Linked DNA regions of Mus musculus: region 1 is linked to region 2. The links are chromatin contacts, called in public HiChIP or PLAC-seq maps. All regions are on one chromosome and are shown on one strand. The core of a region is the stretch at or near the end of the contact, and the rest is flanking DNA. Distances in the headings are between cores, read along the strand shown.

Region 1 (2,700 bases), core at 176-2,675, 210 kb after region 2:
AATAGAGGGATGAGCAAGGTAGGAACTAACTCCCTGCCTCCATCAGACTGAGCGGGAGAGGCTGGAAGAGAAAGAAAGGTCAATCATCTACAACAAGAAGAATATCAGAGAGGCACAGTAAAGAGATCCCTGAAATCAGAAAACCAGCTTCCCAGGCCCTGCTTGGCCCTGAGGGGCGAGCGCGGGCAGAGCAAGTCATCTAACCTCCCTGGTCTCAGCTTTCTCATTTGTAAACTGAAGCAGCTGAACTGGCTGACCTCAGAGGTCCCTCGGAACAAAACCAGACCAACTGTATATTATTTCGACCATTAAAACCCTCACGGCAGGAAAATAAAGGGAAGGGGGGGGGGTCTTCTGTGATCTCTTTTCTAGTTTGTTTTTTCCTCCTCAACTTCAATTTTCCGTTTCCTACACTTACTACGGTCACGTGCCTCTCGCATCACAAATTTAACACTTTCCTATAGAATTTCACTAATGAATTAAGTTTAAAGAGGAGTTGGTTACAAGAGGTGGGGCGTGGAATTAAATGCCCTTGCTTCACCTTTGTGGGGCCAAAACATTGGTCTCTGTATTCATCCTGAAATTCTAGTTATGATTCCACATTCCTCCAACAAAGAAATGTTCATTCCGTGTTGGCCCCATACAGTCTACAACAGCTTTGAGGTAGGATACATGTCTGTATAAGTCACACAATGTAAATAACTAGGAAAGTTTTTCTTTTCAATACTACTCATTGAAGCCTGGGATGGGGGTAATAATGTTAAAAATGGGTTTCTGTATTTTGTTTTGGTATTTTTTTCTTTTTAATTTTTAAAGCTTATACTCGAAAATGCAGCCTGCTGAATCGCACAAAATTCTTGGCACTTTCCCCTAAGACTGACATTTCTTGCACTGCATCCAGAGGCCCCAGGGCTCCTGGAAAGGCACTTAAGTCCAGCAAACACGGATGCAATTTCATTCTGTCCCTACATTCGCCTGTGCACCAGAGGCGAACACAGTAACACAACTTAAGAGACACACCAACGGATCAGAAAAACCTCTTCAACAGCCACGCAAAGTTTAAACCAGAAAACTTAGTACCCTCCCTTCCTAGATGCAGGGTATCACGATGTGCTTCCTGGGCTGGGGCTTAAGCAGCGACACACAGGACTTCACACCTGAGCGCAAGACTCCGCCGCAGGGCAGGAGCGCGCCCGCAGGTGTCGGAGGAACCCGGAGCCCTCGCCGAGCGCCGCTAAGCCAAGCTTGCCTTTCCTGCCCGGCCTCCCCCTCCTGACCCACGCCCGCTTGTGCGTTCAGGCACCCAGCCCCCGGTACCTGCGGCGGCCGTTCGGCAGCTCCTGCCCGGGATCCCCGCGCCCGCTGGTCTGGTCCGCTCCGCTGCGGCTGCCACTCACCCGCCTCCTTGCTCCTGCGCTCGCGCCACTGCGCATGCTCGTCCCGCACCCCCACCCGCACGCTTGAAATCCACTCGCCAGGTTTTAGTTGCTGCACCCAGGGGAGAGGCCACCAGATCTTTGCAGTCAGGTGAAAGGAGGCTTGCAGGAGCTAACTAAAGAGGTTTGTGTTGAGGTTGGGGGATGGAAGATGGGGAAGTGGACCCGCGCTGCAGGGGCGTCATCCCTGCTGCCCACGCTTCACTCAGCCTAATTACAACTGTCTGCACCCCTGAAATGAGTTTTAGCACGGTGGTTCTCAAACAAGGGGGCCTCAGGTTTTTGTTCAAACAGCTCTCAAACCCAGAGTATCCGCATCTTTTATCTGAATGCTGGATGTTTCTAATGTGTTCTCAGAACACTAGTATGCATAGCACTTTTGAAAACTACAGCTCACAAGGTAAGATAATTATTAAAGTAAAACAATTTCTCTCATCCTTCTCCCTTCTGGGGAATTCAGATGATCCTTCCCTCTTTATTAAACAGCCACACCTATTTAAAATAAATAACCAAAGCCCACACTCAAACAAAGGCAGGACCTTTTTCCAACAACATCTGAGTCAAGCCAACGGAACGCAGCTTCAAGGGCTCTTGTGTGCTTTTCTGGTAGCATGATCCACAGGTGTGCAGGGTACTTTTGCTGTCCTTTGACCTAAGGTCCTAGGTGACCCTTGGCCCTGTAGTCCTGAACTGATGCAGAACAGGTAGCAATCAGGCCGGTAGGAATGTGGCTTCAGTACACTGAAACTGTTTAAAGTCCAAAAGAATTGGTTGGGCCAAAGAGGAGTGAGCTAAGGACTTCTCCGTGCCTAGAAAATCCCATAACCCAGAAAGTCCAATAAATAACGTTTTTGTCTGAGTGCAGATGTACAAGAGGAATTGTGTTCTCTCAAAATATTTACTTAAACATGTATGTACAACATGACTTAGCCATTTCATTCTTAGCTCTTGTCCAAGATAAACTAAAGCATATCACATAGAGGCTTGAATACTGATGTAGTAGCTTCCTTCTCTTTTTCTGTAGCCACAGTTGGAAGGAATTGACTGTCAAAAGCAAACGTGCTACATCAGCACAATGGACTACTACTTGGTACTAAAAGAGAATGACCGATCTAAATGCTTCACTATAGATTGCCACATCCTCCTATACCAGGAGTGAAGGAAGAAAAAGAAAACACACAGAGAGAAATGGACAGGGAAAAAAAGCTGAGATTGGGTGGTCTGGGCTCCAAGGTTGAGAAGCCACAGGGTCCTGGAGATGGTT
Region 2 (2,700 bases), core at 14-2,513:
AACTTGTTTTAAATGCTAAGGCAATCTAAACTCTGAAGAGGACTCTGGTTCCTAGACAGGTCCTTGGGTTTTCCAGTTTTGTTTTGTTTGTTTGTTTGTTTGTTTGTTTGTTTGCTTGTTTCTGAAACAGGGTTTCTCTGTGTAGCCTTTGCTGTCCTGGAACTCACTCTGTAGACCAGCCTGGCTTTTAACTCAAAGACCTGCCTGCCTTTGCCTTCCAAGTACTGGGATTAAAGGCGTGCACCACCACCGACTGGTAGGTTTTCCGACTTTTAGGTTATTGCCTGTAGTCATTGTTATTTGCTTGCCGGAGTGTTAAGTTCTTAAGATTACAAGTTCATTATTAGAAATTAAATCTTTAAAATATTTGTGTGTGTGCCCAAAAAAGCCAGATGAGGGTAATAAGTCCCAGGGAGTTGACTGATATGGGGTGCTGGAAATGAACTTGGGTCCTCTGAAAGAACCACAGGCAAGTCCTCTTATTCTCTGCGCTATCGGGCCCTGGAGTTAGGGTATTGACAAGTCTTGCCTTGCCTTGTTTTTGTTTCTTTGTTTGTTTTCTTTTATCTTTTTCTTCTTCTTATAAAGGTGAATGTAATGCAAAAGGCGCGTCGTTAATGAAACCCTCAAGTTAAGTTGTAGCTCCCATGAGTCTCGAGTACATTCTGCTCTTGGTGGTCTTTTAGGACTCTCTGGTGACGTTAAAAAAAAAAGTATGAAATTTTTCTGAAGTTAAATAAAGCCTCGATGCTAGAACCGTTCTCGGGGATATAGTTTATAAATCTTAACTCATCAATAACGTTTCCTTTTCCGGCGTTCGGAAAACTTCAAAAAAAACAGAGGTGCCTGCAGAGAAACACCGTTTTCACAACCTAACGTGGGTGGTGAGATGAGAGGATCTGACATTTAACAACAATTCACTCACAAATCGCTTGCTTGCAAATGCATGTTGAAATCTGCCCACAAAATCATCTCTCTAGCCATTGTTACACTCCGGTGCACACAGGCTCAAGCGCGAGTGTATTTAAAGCGAGAGTTAAGGGCTGGAAGTCCACTATGGAAGGATCTCTTTACTTGCCCCTTGGGACTGCTATTCCAAGAACACAAAGGAGGAGCCGGGTTCCCCAGCAGTTTTACTTGAGAGCAGCTGGGGGCAACCCCCCACCCCGGAAAACCAAGGCTGGTCCTGGGTACCGCTGGCGGGGCTCCCTTCCCCCCTGCGGCCGCCCAGGGGACAGGCTGTGGCCCCTCCCGCTGGAGAACAAACGGGACATTCAGCCGCCGCCCGCGGCTGCCAGGGCGCGTCCCCTGGGGAAATTAGGCGTGGAGTCCGCCCGGATCGCCTTCAAAAACCGCCCTCCTGCCGGCCGCGGCGCACTCTGTACCTGGCTGCGGGCGCCCGGCGGGATGCTGCAGTGAGCTGCCGGCCATGGGGGGCGCGAGCGCCTGCATCCCGCTCTGCCTGCTTCTGGCCACCGCGCGGATGGCCCGGCCGCAGACGCCAGAGAGGTAACGTCCCCCGCCCTCCCTTCCCCGCGCCCGGGAACCCGCACAGCGCCACCGCGGACTGCGGTGCTCCCCCCCCCGAGCGCTGGCCCTACGGCTCCCGGGCCACCACGTGGCGCGGCTCGCCCTCCCTTGCCTTGCCTCCCAGCGGTTTGGGCGCCGGCGCTTTAGCGCTTGAATATGCTTGAATATGCGCCCTCCTCCGCCCCGCGCTTTTCCTCCCAGCTTGGCCAATCTAAGACTAACCTGGGGAGCCGGTCTTTAAGTGACTCCTCACTAACAGCCTAGTGCCTGGCCAGAGGCACCTACAGGATGGCTAACTCCCGCATCACCTCCAACCGCGGCTGCCTCCCCTTTTCCCGGGGCGCGCTGAGACACCCAAGTTTTCCAGAAAGGGGAAAAAACAAGGCCTGTCTCTAAATCTGGAGACAAACTTAATCTTTACCATGTCTTTTAAACCATGCAGCTCTGCCAGAGTGACTCTCAATACCTCTCCCACTCTCTCCCGTTAACTCATTCAATTTTTATATAACTTTTTGAGTGGGATATTTTACTATAGCTGCACGTATATGGTCTGTCTTAATGATGAATTTGGGCGAGTGCGTTATCGGGCTATAATTTAAATATTCTAAGAGATGGCAAGCATTCAGATCTTTTCTCTGGTGAAAGATTTTATTAAACAACATTCACTCGTTTATATCAGCACGTATGCCTTTTTGGAATTAACATTAGATTGTTAGGCTGCAGATCAATGTAAACGTTCTCTCTCTTATTTTCACAGACCTGTTTTCACATGTGGCGGCATTCTTACCGGAGAGTCTGGATTTATTGGCAGTGAAGGTTTTCCTGGAATGTACCCTCCGAATAGCAAATGTACTTGGAAAATCACAGTAAGCATTTATTTTAAAGGTGTTCTTCTGGACGTGGCTACTGGAAACAGTACACACGGATGCCATTTGCGTCTGGTGTCAGGATTTGGGTTAGTGGCAGATTCCAGAAAACGTGAAATGCTGGATTTACTTCACCTATCTGGGAGGTTTATTAAGAGACCTGGGGGATGTCCTGCAATAGCGATTAGAGAGGGCTCAAGATGATGGTTGAAGGAAGAAACCCTTCAAGCACGAGTTTCTGACAAAGTTTCTGACAACTCGTGCCTGACTCGATTGAGTCATTTTGAATTCCTGATTAAGGCTG

What was found. HiChIP or PLAC-seq counts read pairs in DNA pulled down with a chosen protein or histone mark.
Region 1: an H3K4me3 HiChIP or PLAC-seq map of stem cell-derived neural progenitor cells shows a contact between it and region 2, with 53 read pairs. The contact joins the promoter of Pls1 here to the promoter of Pcolce2 in region 2. A contact is called at or near these places in 18 of 39 promoter capture datasets (the 3T3-L1 cell line, 3T3-L1-derived adipocytes, the C10 cell line and 10 more), 6 of 484 Hi-C or Micro-C datasets (Th1 cells, cortical neurons, embryonic stem cells and 2 more), 14 of 115 datasets of contacts at active chromatin or transcription factors (craniofacial prominence, embryonic forebrain, embryonic hindbrain and 8 more) and 2 of 9 other capture datasets (adipose tissue and pancreatic islet).

What each region holds. Positions count from the first base shown.
Region 1 is chr9:95,843,854-95,846,553 of GRCm38.p6, forward strand. Pls1 (plastin 1 (I-isoform)) reads right to left here and starts at 1,426. Exons shown (of 16, transcript NM_001033210.3): 1 at 1,318-1,426.
Region 2 is chr9:95,636,365-95,639,064 of GRCm38.p6, forward strand. Pcolce2 (procollagen C-endopeptidase enhancer 2) reads left to right here and starts at 1,264. Exons shown (of 9, transcript NM_029620.2): 1 at 1,264-1,509; 2 at 2,288-2,396. The coding sequence starts at 1,430.